Linked DNA regions of Pan troglodytes: region 2 is linked to region 1. A link is a contact called in public Hi-C data. All regions are on one chromosome and are shown on one strand. The core of a region is the stretch at or near the end of the contact, and the rest is flanking DNA. Distances in the headings are between cores, read along the strand shown. Region 1 holds the start of ARFGAP2 (ADP ribosylation factor GTPase activating protein 2). Region 2 overlaps SLC39A13 (solute carrier family 39 member 13).

Evidence for each region. Hi-C and Micro-C count contacts between places; a contact is called where the count stands out from the background.
Region 2: a contact with region 1 is called in a Hi-C map of induced pluripotent stem cells, with 2.2 times the contacts expected there. The contact joins the enhancer-like site here to the promoter of ARFGAP2 in region 1. A contact is called at or near these places in 1 of 7 Hi-C or Micro-C datasets (induced pluripotent stem cells) and 1 of 1 datasets of contacts at active chromatin or transcription factors (stem cell-derived excitatory neurons).

What each region holds. Positions count from the first base shown.
Region 1 is chr9:51,186,296-51,192,941 of NHGRI_mPanTro3-v2.0_pri, reverse strand. It overlaps ARFGAP2 (ADP ribosylation factor GTPase activating protein 2), which reads left to right and starts at 2,817. Exons shown (of 16, transcript XM_001166418.6): 1 at 2,817-3,235; 2 at 3,383-3,501; 3 at 4,093-4,165; 4 at 4,703-4,834; 5 at 4,918-5,001; 6 at 5,840-5,921; 7 at 6,198-6,254. The coding sequence starts at 3,164. It overlaps PACSIN3 (protein kinase C and casein kinase substrate in neurons 3), which reads left to right. Exons shown (of 11, transcript XM_054661293.2): 7 at 435-610; 8 at 742-862; 9 at 991-1,127; 10 at 1,531-1,652; 11 at 1,972-2,495. The coding sequence ends at 2,087.
Region 2 is chr9:51,429,347-51,435,992 of NHGRI_mPanTro3-v2.0_pri, reverse strand. It overlaps SLC39A13 (solute carrier family 39 member 13), which reads right to left. Exons shown (of 10, transcript XM_054661353.2): 5 at 6,456-6,563; 6 at 6,277-6,366; 7 at 5,496-5,546; 8 at 5,062-5,194; 9 at 4,812-4,911; 10 at 3,474-4,683. The coding sequence ends at 4,608. It overlaps PSMC3 (proteasome 26S subunit, ATPase 3), which reads left to right. Exons shown (of 12, transcript XM_508413.8): 11 at 767-848; 12 at 1,013-1,183. The coding sequence ends at 1,123. Among named protein-coding and RNA genes, the nearest start is that of PSMC3, 9.9 kb to the left of the region's middle. Within about 2 kb of position 3,677, at least 10 of the 24 cell types and tissues checked have an H3K27ac peak or open chromatin away from gene starts, as enhancers often do. A contact at or near this core is called in induced pluripotent stem cells, where this site is marked.

The DNA of each region.
Region 1 (6,646 bases), core at 1,568-4,067:
GATGCTTTACTAGGGAAAGAAATGGAGTTTCAGGCACTGGGATGACTTCAGCAGTTGAGAACTTCCAGCTCTTTTCCTTGCACAGTACCCTTTGCCCGAAGTGTCCTTTCCTGCAGCTCTGGATATGCAAATCCTCCCCATCCTGAGATGCTGCAGTTTCCACCTCCTCCAGGAAGCCTTTTCTGATTTCTCCCATCCTTTCCTGTAGGTTGACCTCATTTCAGTCCTCACCAGACTCTTTTATCTGCTGTGCCTGATGTCACCTCCCTTGTTAGGCTGCTGGGGTCCTTGAGGGCAGGAGCTGGGTCTTGGGACTGATTGCCCCTAGTGGCTAGCCCTGGGTCTAGCAGCCTATGGCAGTGTCTGGTAAACACTGGTGGAGTCCTGGGTGGAAGAAGGTCTGGTTCTCACCAGGTCCCTCCTCTCCCACCCAGACAAAAGCTCAGTATGAGCAGACACTGGCAGAGCTGCATCGCTACACTCCACGCTACATGGAGGACATGGAACAGGCCTTTGAGACCTGCCAGGCCGCCGAGCGCCAGCGGCTTCTTTTCTTCAAGGATATGCTGCTCACCTTACACCAGCACCTGGACCTTTCCAGCAGTGAGAAGTATGAACTGCCCGGTGGGCATGGAGATCTGGGGTAGTACTGGGTCTCCTCCATCTCCCCTAGGCCCTGGCTGGGACTGAGGGATGCAGGGTCTAGACTTCCTAGACTGAGGGGTGTGCCTTGGGTCATAGGTTCCATGAACTCCACCGCGACTTGCACCAGGGCATTGAGGCAGCCAGTGACGAAGAGGATCTGCGCTGGTGGCGCAGCACCCACGGGCCAGGCATGGCTATGAACTGGCCACAGTTCGAGGCATGTGTTCCAGGCGGGGTGGGGATGGGAGGTGGGATGGGCTCCCACTCAGCTTGGCCGGGGCTAGGGATGAAGTAAGTGAAGGTGGTTCAGATGGCCCCACCTGACTGTAAGCACTGTCCCCACAGGAGTGGTCCTTGGACACACAGAGGACAATCAGCCGGAAAGAGAAGGGTGGCCGGAGCCCTGATGAGGTTACCCTGACCAGCATTGTGCCTACAAGAGATGGCACCGCACCCCCACCCCAGTCCCCGGGGTCCCCAGGGTGAGAGCCAGGAGCGCGGCTGTGGCAAAGAAACAGCTCTGCCTCCCGCCCTCCTTTCCTTTCTCCTTGGTTTCATTTCTTTCACACCTGAAATGGGTTGAAAATTGGTGCCAGGGACCTGAGGGCCTACTTAGTTGTAATGATACTGGTTCTCATAGTGGTTTAGATTTGCTGGGCATTTCCCACGTTCCCTCTCGTTTATGCCTTAAATCAGCTGCGTGTGGCAGGAATTGCCTCTTTGCTCACAGTCGGGCATGGCGAGGTAGAGCTAGAATCTTTAGTACCTCACCTGACTCTCCCAGGTGCCTCTGGGGGTAGGGAGGCCTTTGCCCTGATCCTGGGTGAGATCTCCAGCCCCGTGTTCCTTGCACTCTGAGCTGCTCCCTTTGCCTCCCCTCTCCAGCACGGGGCAGGATGAGGAGTGGTCAGATGAAGAGAGTCCCCGGAAGGCTGCCACCGGGGTTCGGGTGAGGGCACTCTATGACTACGCTGGCCAGGAAGCTGATGAGCTGAGCTTCCGAGCAGGTACCCTGGGACCCCTTTCCTAGCTTCGGCCTCTGCCTTATCTGCCTGAGCAGGGGTGTCAGAAAGGGAAGCCAAATACCCACTTCTTAAGGGCCAGTCCTCTGTCCCTTCAGCTGTTCCAGGTCCAGATAGCTGGTGCCTGGTGGCTGCATTCAGGGTCTGGGGTGGGGCAGCTTGCTGACCTTGACCTGCCTCTGCCTGAGCCATGTCTTTGCTAGCTGGGCTCTGGGACCACACCATCCCCCTCAGTCCTTGACCCAGTTGCAGGAACAGGGCCTGGGCCAGGGCCACTGGCAGTGACCAATCCCCTTTCCCCCAGGGGAGGAGCTGCTGAAGATGAGTGAGGAGGACGAGCAGGGCTGGTGCCAAGGCCAGTTGCAGAGTGGCCGCATTGGCCTGTACCCTGCCAACTACGTGGAGTGTGTGGGCGCCTGAGTGTCCTGACAGCCCTTCTGCGACGTTTACCCACCCTGGGTCAGAGCCCAGCTTCTCCTGGAGAGCCGGACCCTCAGGGCCCTGAACCGTCGCTCTCCGGCTGCTCCTCTGTCCCTTGAGGGAGGAAGTCCTGGGACCCAGGGAGGGGAGGGGCCTTTGTCTAGGGAAGGGACTGGTAGGGAAGGGACGAGTCTAGGCTGAGGGCAAGATGGGAGGTCAGAGGTGACAGAAGCGTTCAGGGGTGCCTGGGCCTCCCCAGGAGCTGTGGACTCAGTTCCTGACCTCTGCTTTGGGGTTCCTGGGGTGGGCTTGGGGTGAGTGTAGTTCCGGCCTGCAGCACCCTCTTGCGGCTTGTTCTAGCGTGTATTAAAACTTGACACACACCCACACACAAAAACAAAAACACCACTGTCGGGCTCATGTGCATTTTTTTGATAGGACACCCTTGCCAGGCCACCAGAGGGCATCTAGAGAGAGGCCTAGCGTCTGTTATGGGGCCGGGGTTGGAAAAGGGTTTGCCTGCTTGGTACCTGCTCTGGAACTTCGAGATACTAATCTGGAGTGGAGGGGACTCGCTGTCAGGCTTGCTGTGAGCCGAGAACGGCTGAAGGCTGGGCGAGACGCGGGCCAATGCGTCTGCCCGTTCGGGCCGGAGGGACGAGGAGTGTTTGGGCAGCCTAATTCTTATTCATCGATCTGTAATTGGCTGGAGTGGGGGTCCCCGCCCCCAGCCTCCCGCAGCCTGCGCGGCGTGGGTGCGACTCCACCTGGGGGTTGCGGCGTGGGAGGGGCGGGGGGAAGGGTACTACGCGCGCGAGGAGGTTTGGGCCGGTCCGCGCGCCGTCGCCCCGCCCCGGCTGCGGATTGGCCCGGCGCGGCGTTGATTCTTGCGGCCGCGGTTGTCGTCGCCGCCCCCGTCCCGCCGGCTGCCCATTGGTCCAGATCGGACTCCAATCACCCCACCCCTCGGCTGGCCCGGGCACCGCTGAGGCCGGCCTTGTGAGCCCGCCCTCCCCGCCGTGGATTGGCCCGCGGCGGGACCCGTCAGCCGCGGTTCTGTCTGGGAAGGAGAGAAAATGGCGGCGGAGCCGAACAAGACCGAAATCCAGACTCTTTTTAAGAGGCTTCGCGCAGTTCCAACCAACAAGGTGCGTGAGCAGGGGGGGCGCGGAGTCTCTCGTCCCGCTGGGGCCTGAGGGAGGGAGAAGGGCGGAGGTGGGTTGTGTTTCTGGGGTGTAGGTGCCTGGCCTTTACTCGGGGCCCCTGACCATTCGCTCATCGCCTCCTCCACCCAGGCCTGTTTCGACTGCGGCGCCAAGAATCCGAGTTGGGCCAGCATCACGTACGGTGTTTTCTTGTGCATTGACTGTTCCGGGGTGCACCGCTCCCTGGGCGTCCATCTGAGCTTCATCAGGTAGGCTCTCCGCGCGGTTGCCGTGTTTCCACCCGGCCGGCCAGGGCTGTCTGGGCAACAAGGGAGAGTGGCTGCCTCGACTTGGGCCGCTCTGAATTCGGTGGGAAGCCTCTGGGCCGAGAGGGTCCGGTAGCCTCCTGCCAGAGAGAACCACCTGTGTGGGCCCTTTGGCACATGGGCGGTCCGTCTCCGCCTCTGGGCCAAAACTTCCTCTTTTTTGACGGTCAGGCTTGAGACTCTGAGCGTTAGTTGGGGGGAAAGGGAGGCATTGACCTTGTTGTTGCTGATATGTTGTTAGCCCAGTATGTCTCTAGTGAGACTGTGACCATCCATTAGGGGAAAGCCAAATCCAGGCGTGCGTGCCTGAGAATGTGACTTCCTTTCGGATCTGGGGACATAATTAGTACTCTTTGGAGTAAATGAACGAAGAGGAGAGTTTTCATGGACAGGGTAGTGTGGAGGAAATGGGGTGATGGCTGATTAATGTTTCCTGGGTGCCTACAGCAGCCTGAGGCCAAGTGACAGGTATCGGGTTGCCAGGGAAATCCTGCTGGTATCTGCTAGTGGGTGAGACGCAGCCCTTGTACACAGGTCCACAGAGTTGGATTCCAACTGGAACTGGTTCCAGCTGAGGTGTATGCAGGTCGGCGGGAATGCCAATGCGGTAAAGCTCCTTCTACTTCCCTCACCTTCCATTCTTCTGCCTGGGTACTAACTTTGCACGACTCCCTAAGAGGCCCTGTCGTTTTCCCTGTTCAGAGGGTTCTCTGTTCTATAACACCACCATAAGCTATTTTCTGAAAACTTCGAAACTGGTCACAGCTTCTCTTAAATGGGTTTCAGATTCCGATTAAACTGGGCAGGTGTTCTTGGGGAAAAGCCACAGGAGTTGGGAGCCTTCACAGTCATTGGGTCTTGTGGGCCTGCCCTGGATGAAGGATGGGGAGGCTGGGTATGGGATGTTGTGCTCAGGCAGCGTTCAGTGGGGCCTGGACTTCAGTCATATCAAAGGATGGCCCGCTGCAAGGTGTTTTTTGCAGGAATTTCGAGAAACTTTGTCTCTGAAAAACCGGTGTCAGTAGCATGTATCATCCTGTATAGATAATAACTCCGCTGTCATAAGGAGATGCCTCCTACAGCCAACACGTTTCCTTCTTGAGAATCACCCGTAGCATGCGCTGCTCTCTTCTTTGCTCTCCAGACGGCTTTTTTTCGCCAACATGGATGCACAGCCAATGATGCCAACACCAAATATAATAGCCGAGCTGCCCAGATGTACCGGGAGAAGATCCGGCAGCTGGGGAGTGCGGCCCTGGCTAGGCATGGCACTGATGTAAGTGCCTGTTCTTGGGGCTGGGGCAGGAGGGTTAGGAGTATTCAGAGCCCTGTGTTTTAGGGGTGTCTTCTCCTTTCTAGCTTTGGATAGACAACATGAGTAGTGCCGTTCCTAATCACTCCCCAGAGAAGAAGGACTCTGATTTCTTCACAGAACACACTCAAGTGAGTGCCCACAAGGAACCGTTTTCCCAGTTGTTCTTGACAGGCAATTTACCAAGGCCCAGGCCTTCTGTGATCATGGTTGTAGATTCCATTTGCTTTGATGTGATGTCTTGGACACCACATATGAAGTCCACTGTTCCTGCTGGGTAGGCCTAGGTGTTTCCTCCTCCATAAATGGAGGTGCAGTGTAGCCCTCCTTAGAAATCGACTCCTATAAATTGGGCTGGCGGGGAAGAGAAGCAGCTTCTTGAAGTTTCAAGAGGTGTCCGGTGCCCCAAACAAATTTTCCTGGATTCTTCCCCTATAAGAAAGGCACTGTGCTTGGGGACAGTGAAAGGATTCTCTCCTCCCTGCCCCACCCCTTTGAGGAGGGTTTCCTCTTTACTGGCCCTGGGTGCTGAAGTTAGACTCTTGGCTTCAATTCCTGTTCTCTACTCAGCATTCCTGTGATGGTGGCCAAGTCACTCAACCTGTCAAAACCTCAGTTTCTAAAATGGCGATGTAGCTCCTTCATAGGGGTTGTAGTGATAATTAAATATATTCATATAAGAGGAGCCTTTAGATCTGTGTCTGCCTAGGTGGTGGTAGTTAACTGTCTTTAAGTTAGGAGAATGGGCTCTGGCTCTAAGTAAATAGTGAAGGGGTTGGGGTGGGGGCTGCTTGTCTTCCTGCTTTCTTCCACAGTGAATAGCAACTGTGATCTTGTTTGCTACCCTCCAGTCCCTTTCCTCATGGGTTTGGAGTATGATTTCTTGTCCACAAGGTGCTTGTAGGTCTTGGTGCTTCTTGCCAGCAGGAGTGGCTCACCGAGGCATCTGTGATCTGGCCTCCTTTTCAGCCCCCTGCCTGGGATGCGCCAGCCACTGAGCCTTCAGGGACCCAGCAGCCAGCCCCGTCTACAGAGAGCAGTGGCCTGGCACGTGAGTTCAGCCCAGATTCCAACCAGGTGCCCTGGTCCTAGGAGAGGACTCAGGGTTTGGAAGGGGACATCTGGCCATGACAATAGGAGCAGGGGTCCTCCTGTATCTTTGGGTGGGCCGGGATTCATTTTAATCCTTGGAGGAAGTGGTAGATATTCCTTTTATCTTTTGGTGGCAAGCTGAGGAAAGCCACCGATTCTCGTCCCATCACTTCTTTCAAGGGGAGGTTGCAGGAAGCTAGGAGCTCATCTCTAACTCCTACCATTGCATCCACAGAGCCGGAGCATGGCCCAAACACAGACCTGCTTGGCACCTCACCCAAAGCCTCACTGGGTCAGTATGCCAGCGGGCAGGCGTGGGGTGTCTGGGAGAGGGTGGACCTCAAATGTTCTTTTCAGAGGTCCTGCTGCCTGGCCGTGTGGACAGAGGCCACAGGAGACTGAGCATCTATCTGATTCTCTGGAGTGGGGACTGTGATTGAAATAGTGGATGCAACACTGATTTTAGAGCCAAGCCCTTTGAATTGATGAATCTGGGTGGGCTGGTGTATAAGGCCTAGGGTCTGCCTCTGAGTATGGGGCTGGGTCTAGCCAAAGTGTTGGGGAGGCCAGCATGAGACTGGACACCTATCCCTGGGCTCTGAGGCAGGGCTGGCTTGTCTGGTGCATTTCCGGGGGTGGAGGGACAGCTCTGAGCTGCTGAAGGCTGGAGGTGACATTGTTCTT
Region 2 (6,646 bases), core at 2,428-4,927, 240 kb before region 1:
GCCAGGAATGGCCGGGACCAGATGGACTTGAGTTCAGATATGTATGACTCTCAGCAGGTGGCATGCCCTCTCTCAGCCTTACTTTTTTTTTTTTTTTAATTTTTGGAGACAGTGTCTCGCTCTGTCGCCCAGGCTGGAGTGCAGTGGCGCGATCTCGGCTCACTGCAAGCTCCGCCTCCTGGGTTCACGCCATTCTCCTGCCTCAACCTCCCGAGTAGCTGGGACTACAGGCGCCCGCCACCATACCCGGCTAATTTTTTGTATTTTTAGTAGAGATGAGGTTTCACCTTGTTAGCCAGAATGGTCTCGATTTCCTGACCTTGTGATCCGCCCACCTTGGCCTCCCAAAGTGCTGGGATTATAGGCATGAGCCACCACGCCCGGCCTCAGCCTCACTTTTCTTATTTGGGACTTGGGGATGATAGCACTGATTTCACAGGGTCGTGGTAAGGATTAGATGTGACAGTGTCAAGCGCAGTGCTGGGCACAGGATGAGGACAGTCAGTCCCTGGAGTCCCAGATGCAGATTTCTAGAAGGCCAGAGCTCAAGAGACCCTAGAAATAACCTGTTATAACCTGCATTAACTTCCTCCCTTCATCCCCCCCATCTTGTACTGAGAAGAAAACAAGGCGCATTGAGTAAGGGACTTGCCTCTGATCACAGGGCAACTTGACTTTGTTGCTTGACGGGGCTAGGGGAGGATATTTGGCCCCTCTGCCCATTCCGCATAAGCCACTGAGCCTGTGGTATCTGTCCTGTCCCCAGTCCTGACGTGAACTACGAGGAGCTGGCCCGCTGCACAGATGACTTCAATGGGGCCCAGTGCAAGGCTGTGTGTGTGGAGGCGGTGAGTGGTCAGCTGGGGTGGGTGCGTTGCTTTGTGCCTTCTTGCCCCCTCCCTGGACAGGATGGGGGCATTTGGCTGGTGGAGACGGCTGAGGGAAGAGGCCTGAGCCTCAGGGAGCCAGGGAAGGCATTCAGGCGTTCAGACTCTGTTTGTCCCGGCTGTAGGGCATGATCGCACTACGCAGGGGTGCCACGGAGCTCACCCACGAGGACTACATGGAAGGCATCCTGGAGGTGCAGGCCAAGAAGAAAGCCAACCTACAATACTACGCCTAGGGCACACAGGCCAGCCCCAGTCTCACGGCTGAAGTGCACAATAAAAGATGGTTTAGGGTCCCTGCCGCTGCTTGTCTGCCTTCCCTGGGCTCTGGCTGGAGGAGTGGGGGCATGTGCGGGAGGCACCTTCCCCAGGTGCTGACACCTGGAAACCCGGAGACAGCCGTGGGCCCCACACCACTGGTCAGGATGAGGCTTTCTGGGGCTGTGTGTGGTGCTGCAGCTGCTGCCTGGGCCTTCAGGCCCCTCAGAGCCTTCTCTCCCCGAGCACCACTCTGCTCTGAGCTTTCAGAGGCTCATGGCCCTGCAGTTCCTGCACAGAGGACCTGGATAGAAGCCACCCTTTCACTTTCGGCATTTTGGTATCTGGCACTAGTCCTTGCCTCCTGGTAAAGCCAGGCTTGGGTTCAGGCTTTCAGCATCCTCCCTTGTTTCCTGGCCCTTGGGCCCCCTTTTCTCCAGATGCCCCCTTAGCTCTTTCTCTCCCTATCTTTGGCCAAAAACTGAGCCTGAACAGGATCCACTGGGAGCCCCTCTAGGACTGGTCTGTCACGCTGTGCTCCCATCCCCCAATTCTGCCATCTCTTCACTCCAGCTGGCCCCTTGCCTTCCCTGGGTGGCCCTGCTTGGCTTCCCACTGACTCCCCAGCCCCTGCCTCAGGAGTCCAGCAGCACAACCCCTGAAGTGCTTCTGTTTCTGTCCCCTACCCTGGACTTGGCCGCCGCAGTCCTCCATTCCTGTTCTCTCTTCTAACCGGACAGGGCATTTGCTCCTGACCATGACACCCAAGTTCCCCCACAGGGACCACACCCACCCTGCTTTGGCTTCCTCATCTCTAAAATGGGGCCCCCGGCCTCTTCCAGTGGCTGTGATGCTCGCACGCACTGTCTGCCATCCAGCAGGGCTTGGCACCCCAGCTAGCAGCCCTGAGCACCTGCATAGGTGAGGGGGGCAGCCGGCTGGGACGGCCATGGCTCATTCCTTGGATCTGAGGCCAAGAGTCAATGGGTCCTTGAGACAGTTATCTTACGGGATGTGTTGCAGCTAGGTGAAGCAAATACTATGTTGTTTTAAAATGTTTTGCTGATAGAAATACTGAGAGCCAAGCACTCCCAGCTAAGGACGTCACTGGGGTTTCACACCCCCCTCTCCCACGCTCCATGACACTGCCCAGACTGCAGATCCCAGCCAGTGGGCTATTGACGGTGGTCCTGGCTGGCCTGGGAGGGAAGAGGTGGACTGGACACCCCCACCCCCATTCTCTTGACAGGACTGGGGAAGGGGCGCCCTGTGCCTGGTGTTCTCATACTCCACACATTCAGAAGGGAGGGTGTGTGGTTTTGAATAAGGGTCCCATATTCTTTTTTCTTCTTTTCTCTTTCTTTTTTATTTATTTATTTTTTAGATGGAGTCTTGCTCTGTCACCCGGGCTGGAGTGCAGTGGTGTGATCTCAGCTCACTGCAGCCTCCGCCTCTGGGTTCAAGCAATTCTGCCTCAGCTTCCTGAGTAGGTGAGATTACAGGCACGTGCCACCGCGCCTGGCTAATTTTTGTATTTTTAGTAGAGACGGGGTTTCACCATATTGGCCAGGCTGGTCTCGAACTGCTGACCTCGCGATCCCCCTACCTTGGCCTCCCAAAGTTCTGGCATTACAGGCGTGAGCCACCACACCCGGCCTTTCTTTTTTAAGCGAATGAGAGCTTAATTTCACTGAGGCCAAACCTGGAGATGACTTTGTGGCTGGAGCTCCCTTCCCTGATTACATTTTCAGTCAAGGTGGAATGGGGGGCAGGTGGGGAAAATGCTCCAGCTTTCAGGTCTATAAGGACAGCACTAACTGGGCACGGTGGCTCACACCTGTAAGCCCAGCACTTTGGGAGGCTGAGGCGGGCAGATCACAAGTTCAGGAGTTTAAGACCAGCCTGGCCAATATGGCAAAACCCTATCTCTACTTTTAAAAAAAAGCCAGGGGTGGTGGCACACACCTGTAAATCCCAGCTACTTGGGAGGTTGAGGCAGGAGAATTGCTTGAACCCAGGAGGCGGAGGTTGCAGTGAGCCAAGACCGCACCACTGCACTCCAGCGTGGGTGACAGAGTGAGACTCCTCTGTCTCAAAAAAAAAAAAAAAGATAAGGACAGCGTCCTGGAGTTTGTGGTGGTGAGGGGCTAAAATGGCATACGGCCAGGCTCGTATAGGTGCTCAGTCATTGGAATAAAAAGTTAAGCCAGGAAGACATGGAATGTTCAGAGATGCACTGGGGTGACAGTTCAGAGACAAGGGCCTGGCAGTGGCAGTAAGGAAGGCCCTGCCTGGCCATGGAAGGCCGTGCAGAACCAAGGCAGCCAGTATGTGGATAATATTTATTTGTATCTTATCTATAGAACAAATATTTACAGATACAAACGGAATCACAGCAAAGTTGCTATAAAACCATCCAGACCTCTCGATGGCCACTTCTGAAAACATCCACGGTGAAGGGCAGGGCCAGGCCTGGCTGTGGAGTGGGCCAGCTGAGTACCTGGGCGTCAGCCAAGGGAAATGGTTGGGGATTATGGCTTCAGCACTCTGCCGGAGCACATTCCTGAGCGCTGACAACGTGGAGCCCTCACCGCCCCCACCTACCCCAACCTCAATGGGGAAGGAGAGGGGCCTGAGCTGGGGAGGGCTGCCCGGGCTCACTATGTGCCTGCTCCAGGAGTCCCTGGCCCCTGTGCTGGCAGGAGCATCCCTGAGCTGGACCGGGAGGCCTCTCTGGCCTGGGGCTGCTCCCTGCCCGGCAGGCTGCTGTTTGGCAGCTGGAGGTGGCAAGAGCTGCTGGTGCTGCCAGGGCGTGTTGGCCAGGAATGAGCTCCCAGGGCAGCCCTGAGGAAAGGGTCTTAGGAAGCGCCTCCCAGCTCACTACTAGGAGCTGGGGACTGTCAGTGCTGAGTGGGGCTGGGGTACAGGAGCACCTGCCTCTCCTTTCTTTGGCTTAGAAGTGGGGAAGGAAGGGCCAGGAAAAGGGACCAAAGCCGCCCCAGCCTTGGCCCCTAGGCCACCTGGGGACTGTGTGTGTGCTGAGGGGGCAGTGGGAGGTGGGCAGCTCTGGAGTTCCCTGCACCCTGGGATCCTTGGGCTGCTCTCACTCCCGGGGTCCCAGCAGGGCAAGGCCTCTGCTTGGGACCAGTGCTGCTGTTCCTCGCTGCTTACTCCGGGAGGTGAAGGTGACAGGGCGGCACGGAGAGGTAACCACAGCATGGCTGGGGACAGGCGCTACACTGGGCCCCGGACCCAGCACAGGGATCACAGTGTCGGTCTCACACACACGCCTCTGGCCACATGTGCACACCACATACATCCACACGCACCTCCCTCCTGTCTGGCGGGAGGCTCATTCTCTCTCGCAGCCACTCGCCCTCTCTGCCTCTCACATATGCGGTCACAGAGTGAATCCGAGCATCTTATTGCTGCAGGGGGCAGGGGCGTCGGCATCAGGGAAAGTTAATCCACGAAGAGCGAGAACAGCACCATTACCACGATGCCCGCACAGAGCAGAAGCAGCTGCTGCAGGGAGCGCCTGTGGGGAGGGAACGGCTCACGGTGGAGGCATGGGCAGGGGGAGCAGGCAGCGGCCAGGAGCCCTTCCCTCCTGAGCCCCTAAGGGTCCTGTGAGTGGCAGTCCTCTTCCTCCAACAGGTCACTCACCACGGGTCCTCTTCTTCCAAGAGGTCAGGGAGCACGTTCACCAAGGCGATGTAGAGAAAGCCGCCAGAGGTGAAGGGCAGGACCCAGGCTGCCGTCTCCTCTGCAGCGGGAGAACACCCAACTGGGTACCCACGGCACTGTGTGTGCTCCCCACCTCCCAGGCCTGGGGACCAGCGGTGAGGTAGCCACACCCTTTGGCTGGTGCCCCTCTGCTGATGCCACCCGCCACAACCACCCGCCACGCCCGTACCTACTCCCTTGGGGGACTGGGTACAGATGGCGAAGCCGGCACCCAGTAGGCCCCCCAGCGCTGTTGAGAGTTGCAGCTTGGCTGCGCTCCATCGGTCAAAGCCGGCCCGGAGCAGGATGGCAAAGTCGCCCACCTGAAGGGAGGTCCAGAGGTTCACCCTGCGCCCCAGCGGGGCCTGATGCCCTGAGTGCTCAGGTACGATATACACACTGAGCCCCCTGCCCTTCCCCACCCTTCCCCTGGGACCCCCATCCTGAGTATGGCGGAGATGGCAGCTGCAGGCTGCTGGGGTGAGGAGCTCCAGCCCTCACAGCCCAGCCCCAGAGTGCCATGCTGGACAGGCCCAGCCCCACACCCTCCTGAGCTCCACACCCATGCTGATCATGGGCACTGTGGGGGCCTGGGCCCCTGGGGGCTGCCCTACAAGCGCTCACCTCATGGGGGATCTCATGCAGGAGGATGGCCATGGTTGTCAGGAGCCCGATCTGCAGGGAGGGGAGCCGTGGCTGCGGGGTCTGTGTTGAGGGCTGAGCACCCCACTCGCCCACTCATTCCACAGAGGTTTACTCTGCTCTGAGCTGGCTCTGGGTGGGCACTGTGTTGGCCACTGGAAATATAGCAGTGACTAAAGGGGACAAGGAACCTGCCTTCACGAAGCTAGCGGTATAGAGGGGAGAGACAGGACTCACTCACAGGCGCTGGGAAGGAAAGGATGGATAGAGTGCCCAGGGGAGCAGGCCCAGGAACCAAATTTAGATGAGGAGGTCAGCAAAGGCCTGGTGGAGGAGTCCATGTAAGTCGAGGCCCCAAGGATGAGTCGTCAGCCGCTCGAAGCGTGGGCGGGAGAACATTCCAGGCAGGGGGAACAGTGTGAGGTGGGAAAGATCTCAGCCAGCTGCAGAGTAGGCTGCCTCTGGGCCAGAGGCCAGAGGCCAGAGGGAGGAGGTAGAGGAAGAAGCATCTAGGAGCAGGCAGGGGCCACGCCTAGCAGCTTGACAGAGGCACCCAACAAGGAGTACTGGGAACAGGAACAGACCAGGGGCTCAGGATCAGAGAACAGTGGTGGCCAGGACAGCAGCAGGGAGGATGGGGGATGAGAGCCTTAGATGAGGGTGCTGGCAATGGAGGGGCAAGAAGCAGAGACTCCAGACACAGGTGGAATCCACATGGCTGCCACCGGAATCGCCAGAGCCCCACTGGCCCCAAGCCCCTCACCTTCTTGCTCACAAGGAAGCTGGCAGCCACAGCCAGCCCGTGGGTGAAGTTATCGATGGTGTTGGCCAGCAGGTTGAGGTAGCCGCTGACCTGGGAAGGAGGGAAGGCAGGAGGCAGGGCTGAGTGGGGCTGGCCACTCAGGGCAGTGCGGCTGCAGGGGCCCTGAGCAGGCCACTCACTTTGATGCTCCGGACCACGGCACCGAGGCCGGGCTCTGCGGCCGGCTGGGCCAGACAGTGGCCTCCATTGAGCGCGGCAGCAGCAGCAGTGGGGTCTTTGTTGGGGGCCTAGGGCCAGGAGAAGGAGGGAGAGGTGACATTAGATGCCCCCCACTCAGCCAGGGCAGACAGAAGGGGAGAGAGATGGAGAA